2 separate regions of the Rattus norvegicus genome follow, and region 2 is linked to region 1. Evidence: chromatin contacts called from public Hi-C data. All regions are on one chromosome and are shown on one strand. Each heading gives the region's core, a stretch centred on a gene start, on an enhancer-like site or on the middle of the called end of the contact. The rest is flanking DNA. Distances are from core to core; before and after follow the strand shown.

Region 1 (5,537 bases), core at 2,660-5,159:
GAACACATCACCACACTTCCTAACAAGCCTGTGAGATGTGCAGTCTAATTACCAGTTTCGCTAACTGTAATAGGGGCTACCTCCAAGTAAGCCATCCGTTTACTCAGATGGTGCAAAACCAAAGTTCATTCTCAAAGCGGTTTATCTCTCGAGAACCTCTGTTCTTAATTATCACCCACCCTCCATAACGTAGATCAAAGTCAGCCCATCACATCTAAGGGGCCAGTTCCACGATCTCCAAGACTCCTTCCAGAAGCTTTTCTATCATCAAACACAGCAATAGTTAACAACTCACACAACGTTAGTCCTACTTGGGGCCTAAGGGACAGGTCATCAGCAGAAGCCAGTGAGGAAGAGAAAGAAGAGAACAAGGAGGAGGGGAAAGATTGTGTTATCAGTCTCTTCTTCCAAGAAGCTTCTTACAGCTGCATTTTAGTGGACAATAGGTCACTGGGGCAAAAGTTAAGAAGGGGAACGCCAAACAGGAAGAGAAAGCAGAACTGGGATCTACATATATCAAAATACCCAGGTCACTGATGTGCTTGTACCACAACTAACGGAGGCAGTGTAGGAAGGCCTGCAGGAACTGACAGCCATGAGACTCACACTGGAACAAGACAAAGACTAACAGACATACTGAGCAGAAGCTAAGAGGAATAGCTGGGTGCAAATGACCAGCAGTTTCCAAGAGGCATAATCACACCAATGGAGATGTAGCCCAAGGTCTGGGCAGCAAGACGGACTAAGAATGTATAAGTGGGGCTAAGAAGATAGTCAGTAGAGAGCCTGAGGCCTGAATCTCCCTCATACACACACTCTCTGAAGAACTCGGCATGGCTTTTGCCTATAATGCTAGACCTGAGCCACAGAGACAGGAAGATCTCTAGAGCTCATTGGCCAGCTAGCCTGAATTCAGTGAGAAATCCTATTTCATAAAGTTAGACGGGAAGCAATTAAGGAAGAAACTGTCTGCAAACATCCAAATGCACATATATGCATTTGGAATTATACACACGCAGATACCCACACAAACATATACACATACCACATAAATACACACACACACACAAAGTAAAAATGGGATGGCAATATAACAGTTGGTGCTTGCCTATAATGCACAAAGCTCTGGGTTTAATCCCCAGCACCACATTAATAAGACATGCAGTAAAGGTGTCTAAAAGGATAACCTCTGTACAAGGCTAGAGTATAAGGTTTTGCTGAGTAAAATAAAAAATCAAGTAGCTGTGATGATTTGAACAGGTATGGCCCCCATAGGTTCATGCGTACAAATGCTTGGCCCACAGGGAGTCTGACACTAGAAGATATGGCCTTGTCGGAGTAGGTGTGGCCTTGTTCCAAAAAATGTGTCACCGTGGAGGTGGGCTTTGAGGTTATACATGCTCCAACTACTCACAGTCGCCTTCTGCTGCCTTTGGATCAAGATGTAGAACCCCTGGTTCCTCCAACACCACCTCCTGCAGGCTGCCATGCTCCCTGACATGATGATAATGGACTAAACCTCTGAAACTGTAAGCCAGCCCCATTTAAATGTTTTCCTTTAAATGTTTCGCTGATAGTTGAGCATGGTGGCACAAGCCTTTAATCCCAGCACTTGGCAGACAAAAACAAGTGGATCTCTATGAGTTCAAGGCCAGCCTGGTCTGGAAAGGGAGTCCCAGGACAGCTAGGGTTACACAGAGAAACCCTGTCTTGAAAAATTAAAAAAAAAAAAAGTTGCAATAAAACCCCAGCTAAGACACACTTGCTAACTGCTGAAATGTGAAATGTTAAAAAAAAAAAGTCTTAAATTGTATTTGTAAAAACAATGGAGGGGAGGGGAATGGGGAGACGGCTCAGTAAGAGCACCTGTCCTGCAAACTTAAGAACCTGAGTTCAGACCTTAGCAACCACATAAAGTCAGCCATGGCTCCACACTTGCCTATAACCCCAATGTCATGACAGGGGGATTACTGGGTCTAACTGCCTGCCTGCCAGGTTTCCAGGTTCAATGAGAAAACATTCTCTCATTCAAGAGAATAAGGCAGAGAGTGATAGCATAGGGCACTCACATCAGCCTCCTGTCCAACACGTGCACATCCGCGCGCGCGCACACACACACACACACACACACACACACACACACACACACACACGAGAGAAAGAGAAAGAAAGAGAGAGATTAGCATCATTCCATCCCTTTACTTTTGCATTCTCCTAAAGCATTTTCAAAGAGAGATTTTTAGAGATCAGATATTCCAAAGCTTCTCCCTCTAACTTTATTGTTAATAACTGGATGCTGTCAAGAATTATATGTGTAAAAAAAAATTCAAAAGTTTCAGTACAAGGATTAAGGGTAGTTCCGTAGGGAAAAGTCCGAGTTCAACTTTGTTTTACAGTAAGTGTGGGTGGAGAGCAGAGGTTCAGGAAGGAGGAAGTCCTCCTTCTAAATGCAACCTTCACTTCAGCTAGACAGCCATAGCAGCTGGCTTCACAGAAAGGTTTTCCTAGGGAAAGCAGAAAACTCCATGGTCCTGACTCCAACTTCTCAACTTACAAATGAAGAAACTGTAGAGATTCAAGGGGCTGTCCCAGAGAGACTTCTGCTACCTCAGCTAAAATTAAAACGCTTTTCTTTTCCTTTCTGTTTTTTAGAAACCCAAACACAAGTTTCTAGGTCTTTTTTAACTTCAAAATGAAATTGTTCTACAACCCCATGTCTTCCCTCTTAATTCCTAGTCAAACTTCCTATCAGTAACCATGCATCAATAACTGTCCACTGAGGCAGCTACTCTGCTAGGTGCCAGCTTCAGTTAGTCACCACTGCAACCCTCTTCAGCAAACCAAGAAACTTGGCTCAGAAACTACCCTGAAACCTCTCTAAGATTACAGGGTAAGGCCGGAATCCTGGTATGATTTCTAAAGCCAAGATCAGACTACTGTACACTTGCTAATCCCAGTGCCTTGTCCATTCAGGCCTCAGAGACTCCTAGAACTATAGAATTATATATCCTGTCACTTCAGAGGACACAGGTACTTTTCCATTCAGACCTATAGAGTAATGTCTCATGCTGCAGCAAAATACAAAGGCATTGGAGAAGTCTGTCTTAAAACTGTGAACTCAAGTTCACAGACCAGAAAAGACCTGATCCTTGCACTCACCTCAGATCAGGATACAGACCTTCAGCCTCTAAAGGTAGTATTTCAGCTGAGAGAAGCTGTTTAGTGAAGCGAATAGGCTAGCGCTTTACCCTGTTATATTAGGTAATGGGTACACTAGAATTCGTGTTGAGAGACTTAAAGGTCAAGGTTAGCCTCCATACATTAGAATTTGAGTTGAGAGAGATGGGGTCAAAGGTTAGTCTCCATAATTTGGTTTTAGCCAAGGTAAAAAAAAAAAAAAAGTTCAAATTGAGGCATTTTCTGAGATGAAGTGGTAAAAATATGTATCCTGGACGTCCAGAACTGGAGGAATAGATTTCTCGCGGTCTCTGATGGGGAACACTCGAATAACTAAGGCTTAAAGCTACCCTCCAGAAAAGGTGAACTAAAACTAAATCAAGTCCTAAGTATCAGAGTTTGAATTTTGGAGTGGGCAGCGGTGCTTCATCAAGCTGTAACAGCCAAGCAAGGTACCGGCGAGCGATTGGGACCAGAGACCTAGAACCCTTACTCCCCAGCCTCCGCTTACCTTCTGTTGGAAGTAATGAACTGAGTAGCTACTGGGTACAGCAGGGTCGGGTGTGTTAGTTGACAAGTGCGGGCTGCCGAGGGTCTTTAGCCTAGGCCGGATGGTTGTGGCGGCCCCGAGTGATAGAAAAGGCAGGAGCAGGAGAGCCCAGCAGCCCATGGCTCAGGACAGCAGCCACAGTGTGGGCGGCTAAAGAAAGAGAGCCACCCGCAGAAAAGCACTACTAAGCCAGGCCCAGCTCGTAGCTCCGCCCGCTGCAGACCAGCTCCTCCCTCGGGAAACCTAAAACCAGGCGGCCCCTGGTCTCAAAGGCGTTGCCTCCACCCTTGCCACTTGCCATCCTCCTTCTCCCCGCCCACCTCCACTGAGGTCACACTCTACGTCGGCCTTTACTACGCAGGGTTTTTTGCCTCATCCTTATCTATGGCTCCCCAAGCCCTATCGCCTCTCTAGGTTATGTCATATCTCTGCCTTTATTGTCACCATCACACTGTCCCCGCAACCTCAGTCCCACGGTAACAACACCGGGCGGGAGGAGGAGGGAGGAAGAGAGAGTCTATTGTCACCAGGCATGACGGCACACACGTGACCCTCCCTCAACCAAAACAGCAACCTTTCAGTGTTTGCCTCTCTACTTAGATGAGGAAACAAGTAGAGGGACTCGATCCTAGGTCCCTCAAGTAGCAGGAAATGGAGCGAGGGTCACAGAGCGCCCTGTTCCCTTGTAGGCTGTTCGGGCTCTTCCACTCCGCTGCTCCCGCCTAACCAGCCCCATGTTATTCAGTTCTCGGGTCACCCCATCCGCCGCATTGCTCGCACGACCCGTCCTTTCTGTGGCCGCTGAGTCTTTCGTGCAGACCAAACATTCCCTCAACCCGGATAATCCATCCAGGCTCCGCGATGGCGACTCCCTGTTGTAGTCAACAGCGCCCCCTCCTGTCCAGCCCGCGGCGCCAACTTTCACGGCTCCAACGCCCTCGGCGTTCGTCTGAGGGGTGCAGCCACCCCTTCCCACGCCTCGAGCCTTCCCGGCTTCCCCCGCACTTCGTTGAGAGAACTACCGCTCCACCAGTCGAAGAAGAACGTCTCTCAAAACCCACAGCTACCCCTGGCTTGACAAGGAGGGTCGCTTGCCGGGGTTATAAGCGACACGCCCTGCGGAGCATTTTCTGATTGGCTCTCCTTAAAGACCGTCAAGACGACATTTCCGGCGGAAGAGGACGCGGGAGATTCGATTGCGAGCGTTTGGAGAGCGGCTGTCCGGGAGGCCGGAGTTCCTTCATGGTTGCCCGGGCTTGCCTGGGTCCTTTGCTTCAGGTGAGAAGCTGAAGAAAGGAATTCTTGGGGGGCTCTAGGTAGAGAGACTGCTGACGAGGCACTGTAACCTTGAGCTCCATTTGGATTTATTTCAAGACTCTTGGCCGTAAAAGCCGGATACGACGTTAAACGAGAGAGTCAATCCTTTTCACGTTCTTTAGTGAATGTTTACACTTTACGGTTGCTGCAGAGCCCCAGAAAGGAAAAGGCTCGACTTTAAACTGGGACATAAAAATATGTCATCAGACTACTGTGCGGAATATTGCCAGTTGCTGGCAAAGATGCTTTGTTTTGCTTTTTCAGATTACTCTGATTGCCCAGAAAAAGTATTTTACCGAATAATGCACGCAATCCAGAAACTGAAGCTTTTCTATTTTCCTTGATCTCTCGAATCCACATCTAAGATGAAAATTCAAGCCCCACTGAACACTGCCACTACCATAATCTAACCTGTGACTGTTGTATGCTGTGACAGTAGCCTTCAGCTGTTTCCCCTGTTTATCCATTCTCCATAAGACCAGGCAGATAGGTG
Region 2 (5,719 bases), core at 2,928-5,427, 230 kb before region 1:
AACAAGATGGTTTAACATAATTTGAAGCCTAGACTACCAAATACTATCCTTTTCCTCTTTGTGGGCTTTTATAAGCATCTTATGACAAATTCTTACAGTAATACTCTCTGACAGATTGTTCTCTAGTTTACCAATGGGATAGTAAGTAAATAATAAGGTATCGCTAAGTTAACTAATTTAGTTTGCCCTCAGGGTTTTTTATTTTTTACCAATAAGGAAAAACAACACCTAAATTCAGACCTCTATCAAAATTAAATAAGATAATAAATAATAAGGTTCAAGTGAAAATGCTGGACATCCCACAGGCACTGAGTTTATATTTGCCTAACCTAATTTTCAGCTAGTGGTAATTTTGCCCCTTAGGGCACGTGTGACAATGAGGATAGATTTTAGTATCACAACCAGCAGAGTACCACTGGCATCTAATGGACAAGTCCAGGCAGGCTGCTGAACCTTCAGCCATGCACAAAACAGTCTGCAAAATAAGGAACTGTGGTGCCCAAAATTTCAAAGGCACCAAGAGGTAGGAATCTCTGTTCCTGGCATAGAGTAGGGGCCAGGAACCCATGAATGCAAATCTTAGCCAAAGCGCACAAATGACAGGCAGGTCTTGGTGTCCCAGTACTCTTAGATCTGGACTTTGCCACTTGCTTTCAATAAGTTGGGATTGTTTTTGCCTGTCTGAACCTCAGCTTTCAAAGGAGCAACGGGCAACTGCCCCCTCCACCACCCCCCGGAAGATCAATGGATGCTTTGCTCAGTGCCTGGCACATAGAAACATGTGGTGTTGGCATTCTTCTCGTGAACAGAAGGCATAACAAACAAGGTGCTGGCCAAAGAGATCTTCTTTTTGCTAAACAGGGTAAGAAGAAAGAAGAAAATTAAGAAGCACTACATTGACAGTGAGCCCTATGAACAGTCACAGTGTTAATGTCTGACTGTGAAATTCTACCCTAAATTATTGTCACAATAAACCAACATAAATTAAATGGCCGTTGAGTAATGTGCCATTAGCACAATGAAATTTATCACTTTTCACCACTGTGAAAAAGTCAACTAGCTGCCAGATTTCAAGAGTTGCAAAAATTCTTTTCACGGTTACTACTCCAGTTTTGCTCAGAAGAAAGTGATCTGGTAATAGTATTTGAAACCATGCTTACCAATGCTTCATACAGGTTCGTTCCTTAAAAAAAAAAACAAAAAAAAAAAAAACAAAAAAAAAACTTTCTCAAAATCTACAGCAGTAGTTTTGATTTTCGCAGACATTTTCATCCCTTGCTGCCACACTAATATTTTTTTCTTTCTCCATGTATTCAGTCAGCCTGTTTTACACAGAAGCAGCAATCAAGTCTACAGACATACCCCATTTCTGAGTGTTGGTCTCTTCTTGAGAGCCACATTCACGACTGGTTAAACTTTTTCTCTGACTTTCCCCCTCCAAGTCTCCATGCAGGTTAGAAAGAGAATGGAAAATCTCCTTTCAAACCATTATACTCTTCACCTTCCCCTATCATGGTGAGGTACAAGGGGTGAGGAAGATCAGGGATGTAGGGGCTGGGGAGTAAGGATTTGGGATACAGGGGTGTTAACGCCCAAAACAGAAAAAAAAATGAGAATAGCACACTGCATGGTTTTCACGCAGAAGCCATTTGTATGCCTATAAAGACACATGTATACCTGCAAGGCCAAGCAGTGCAACAGTTGCAAGACATTTTGAGTATTTTACTTCGGAGTCACCCAAACAGCTACAAAGTGAGATTTGGAGAAACGCTGTCATCCTGTTATAGTAAGGAAACTTAAAATCAAAGACCTTATAACCTGTTTCCTTTCCCCTCCCCCACCCCAAAATGACTGGTAAAGGGGAAAGGGGGAAGACAGAAATGGGAGTCTAGACTTGCCTCTCCCTCAACTCAGAGATTTGGAGGAAGGCAGAAAGAGCAGCGAAGAAAGGCTAGAGCAACGGGGTAAGCTATGCACAGGTAACAAACAGCAGAAAAATATGGGAAAGGCCGAGGTTGGTAAGGGCGCGGGGTGGGGGGGTCTTAAGAAGGAAAGAAGAGAGTCACACTCAGAACTGGGAATAAAGCTCAATGGTAGAGCACTTTTTCTAGTGTGTTTAAAGCCTTGGGTTTAATATCTGACATCGTGAGAAAAAAAAAAGTAGTTGAGTAGCTGTAAGGGCATGGTCAGTTTCCCGGCCCCACCCTACCCCATCCCCCGCACCAAAAACAAAAACCAAGAAAGGCAAAGGGGGGAAGAAGGGAGGCCTGGGACATGACCTTTCCAGCACCAACTCCCACCCGCAGCGTCCACCTAGCAAAGCTGAGAGATCTGTGAAAACACTAAGAAAACACTCAATTCAATGACCACATACCTCTGGTCCATTTCTTTCAACATAGGCTTTAATTCAGAATGTAGTCAGGGGAGGACACCAGGAAGCTGTTTGAATGGGGTAATGACATCAAACACACTGACCTTGGATGAACTGAGATGAGACAGGGGGCTACAAAAACTCTGTCTTACTCTTGACCCTTCCATCATCCCACCCAAATCCTGTCTCCGCTTGAAAACTGGTCTGGTCCAAGAAAGAATCTATGAGTTACTTAGAAAGAAAGAAAAGAAAATCTGAGGCTGTGATTAAAACAATCCCCAACTCCTCTTCATCTGTTTTCCTGAAGATTCTTTATTAAATGGATCGCGGTTTTATTTTTTTTAATCCCATTTCATCTTCACATGCGTGATCCCGTCGTTCTCTCCACTCAGAAGAAACCCATGGTGGCACGCAGCCCACAGTAGTCATAAGGGAAGGAAAGGGTTCCTCGCAGTCAGTCTGGATGCGCTCCCTCCTCCCCAGAAGCCCCTTCCCAGACCCCGTCTGGTCTCCAGAGGCTGGGGTAAACCGCGCGGCTGTAGCCCGCGCTGTAATCGTAGGACACCTGATGGGGCGGCGGCAGCGCACAATCTGGGAAGAAGGGGGTGAAAGAGGCTAAGGCTGGTGCGTCCTCCCCGCCCGGTGAGTCCAAGGCTGTGGGGTACAAGAGGCGCACAGGCTCGTTCAAGGTCATGTTGCCTCGAACGCCAGGCAGAGGAGGCTTCTTGCTCTGAGGACAGCTCGGGGTGTTCCAGGGTTCGGGGTATAGTAGGTTCCCCACCATCGCCGGCTGCTCAAAGGGGACGGACTCCAGCTCCAGGGGTCCCCGTAGGACCGTGGCTCCGGCGGGGAACGGGTCGAGAGGGTCAGCGGCCAGCAAGACACCCGAATCGTTGCCAGTGCTGAAGTCCGGCGCCAGCAACTCAAAGAACTCAACGGCCTCCGCCCCTTTCTCCAGGTCACCCAGGCTCACACCCTGGCCCGAGGGGCCGCCGCCGCCACAGCAGCCCACCCGGGATGGCTCCGTGAAGAAGGAGGGGGGCAGGTTTCTGGCGCGCAGAGGGACCTTCCTGGTACCCGGAGCCACTGAGCTCGCCGAGGTGCCCGCCCTGTCTCCCGCAGAGCTTGCTGCCCCAAGGCCCGGGACCGACGCGGCCACCGCACCGCCTGCGGTCTCCGCTCCCCCGGGGATGTGGCGCAGAGAGTCGAAAAGGGCAGCCAAGCTCCGGCTCTGCAGGCTGGCGGCAGCTGCAGCCTGGGTCGCCTCCCTCCGCGGGGCGGCCTTACAGTGCGCCGGGGTCGCGACAGTCGAGGCTCCTGGGGCTCCGGGCGGCCGTTTGGCTGAAGTGTCTGTGGAGCTCGGGGACGGCGGTCTCGGAGGTGCGGTACCCATGAGGCCACTGCAACGTTTGATCTGCTTCTGCAAGTACTTGCGGTGGTTCACTTTCCGCTTGGACTTGCCTGGCTTGTCCAGCGCCAGTTTGATGTTGCTGGACGCCGAGTCTATGAAGCTGAGCAGGTCCCGGGTGGCCTCGCGCACGTCCCCGCCGTCGGACCCGGACAGCAGCGCTCCAGCGGACACCGCGCTCTCATCATCTTCGAAACAGCAGCCCTTGTCCAGACTTCCGAAGGCGCTCACCAGCCCGTCCGCAGAGCCTCCGAAACCGAAGGGTATGAAGGGGTGCGAGCTGAGCAGCGCAGCCTGCACCGCCATCTCCGCGGCTCTCAAGCGGTCCGCAGCGCGGCCGGTGTTCACCCAGCCTGCTCCCGCCCAGGCGCTGCGCTGTCTGCTCGCTCCGACCCAAGCTCCCCGCTCAGCCTCCCGGGGGAGCTCATTAGATCTTGTAAGCCAGGGGTGGAGTGGGAGAGCGCAGGACGACCGCCCCGGTAGCCGAGGGGAGGGACTTACTTAGCCGGGCTTTGGTGGTCGGTAAAAAGGGGGCGGGAAACTCTGGCTTTTCTTGTTTTCTAAGCTTTCTCAAACCTTAACCCTTTCCTTCCCCTGTGCCCCGGGACATAAGTTTTGATTGGCCTCAATCGCCAGGGGTGAGGAGAAAGCCTGTGTTCCAACCCCAGCTAGGCTCCTGTAAATCCACACCCTGGCCTTGGTCACTGTCCCTAAGCGAGTTCACAGATCTGGGTTCCAATTCCAGTTCTGGAAGCAGTGAGGTCCAGCAGCTTCTGTCTTCTGGATGTTCGCCCTGTACCGGTCATTGCCCATACTTTATGTCATTTAATTCTGTCCAACAGCCTCATGAACTACATGTTTTGTTACCATTCAACAAAAGGAACTGGACTTCTGAGAAGTTCAGAGAATTGGACATAGCCACATCTAGGTTTAATTTAAGCCTTACCAGTAAACAGCCTGGAATCTGGAAACATTGGGTACATGGCTTTGGATTCACCAGCCTGCCATGCTTTGCCTTGGTTAGCTTTTCATGTTACACACAGGTGGGCACATAGAGCATTTACTGTAACAGAAGAGACCCGTAAAGATGGCTGCACTCCTTGATATGTCTTCTCCATCACAGCGTTCATAAGGATTAACTGATGCCACAATAGAAAAGCCCCATGCACACACAACAAAGTTCTCTTAGTTACCATGGTGCAAGTCACTAAAGAGGTATAGACCATATCTTCTAAAAGTCTTCAGTTCAAGCCCTATTTTTCTGCAGCTATAACAGAAACACATTGGAGCGGGCATCCCTACCAAAGAAGACAGGTTTTATTTAAGTCATGGGAATAGGGACTTACTCAAACCCATAAAGCTGAATCAAAGTTTGTTTTAACTCGAATTGGCTCAACTGTCATGTACCCCTCATTCAGGTTCAGAGATGTGCAGTATCATTTAGCCACACAGAGTCCAACAGAGATGGCAAGAGTTTAATTAGAAATGTCCAGAGGTCAACTGAAGATTTCTGTACTTGAAATTCTAACAATCATTTTTTTAAAATGTACTATAAAGATTCATCTATAAAAATCACTTTTCATTTCTAGATAATTGGGCTTCTACACATCAAAGCTAACTTACTGGGTAGTAAATCTAGCTAATTAGATGAGGCCAGCTCTTACTGGGGCTGTACCTATTGCTGTGGGAGTTGAAGTGTCTTTGGGCAAGTCAGCTCTCTTTCTGTATCATTTCCATTCCTACTCTGAGAAATGAGAATGCTCATAACTATTCTCACAGATTCTGAGAGGATTGTTTATAGGACAGTAGGCGAATGCTTGCAAGTCTTATTTTACTCCCAGTACAGAAAAGGCTATCTCACCCCCTGGTCTGGTATAAAATAGTGGCCCAATGACCTCCTTGTGCTTGACTCCTGCCCAACCCATTCTATTACAACATAG

What was found. A called contact is a pair of places that touch in the nucleus more often than the background predicts.
Region 2: a contact with region 1 is called in a Hi-C map of mammary epithelial cells, with 2.9 times the contacts expected there. The contact joins the promoter of Fam181b here to the promoter of Prcp in region 1. A contact is called at or near these places in 10 of 12 Hi-C or Micro-C datasets (the A7r5 cell line, Schwann cells, frontal cortex and 6 more) and 1 of 1 datasets of contacts at active chromatin or transcription factors (oligodendrocytes).

What each region holds. Positions count from the first base shown.
Region 1 is chr1:156,342,266-156,347,802 of GRCr8, reverse strand. Prcp (prolylcarboxypeptidase) reads right to left here and starts at 3,909. Exons shown (of 9, transcript NM_001106281.3): 1 at 3,689-3,909. The coding sequence starts at 3,847. It overlaps Ddias (DNA damage-induced apoptosis suppressor), which reads left to right and starts at 4,934. Exons shown (of 6, transcript NM_001126294.1): 1 at 4,934-5,005.
Region 2 is chr1:156,577,279-156,582,997 of GRCr8, reverse strand. It overlaps Fam181b (family with sequence similarity 181, member B), which reads right to left and starts at 4,177. Exons shown (of 1, transcript NM_001109150.2): 1 at 2,680-4,177. The coding sequence starts at 4,085. The coding sequence ends at 2,826.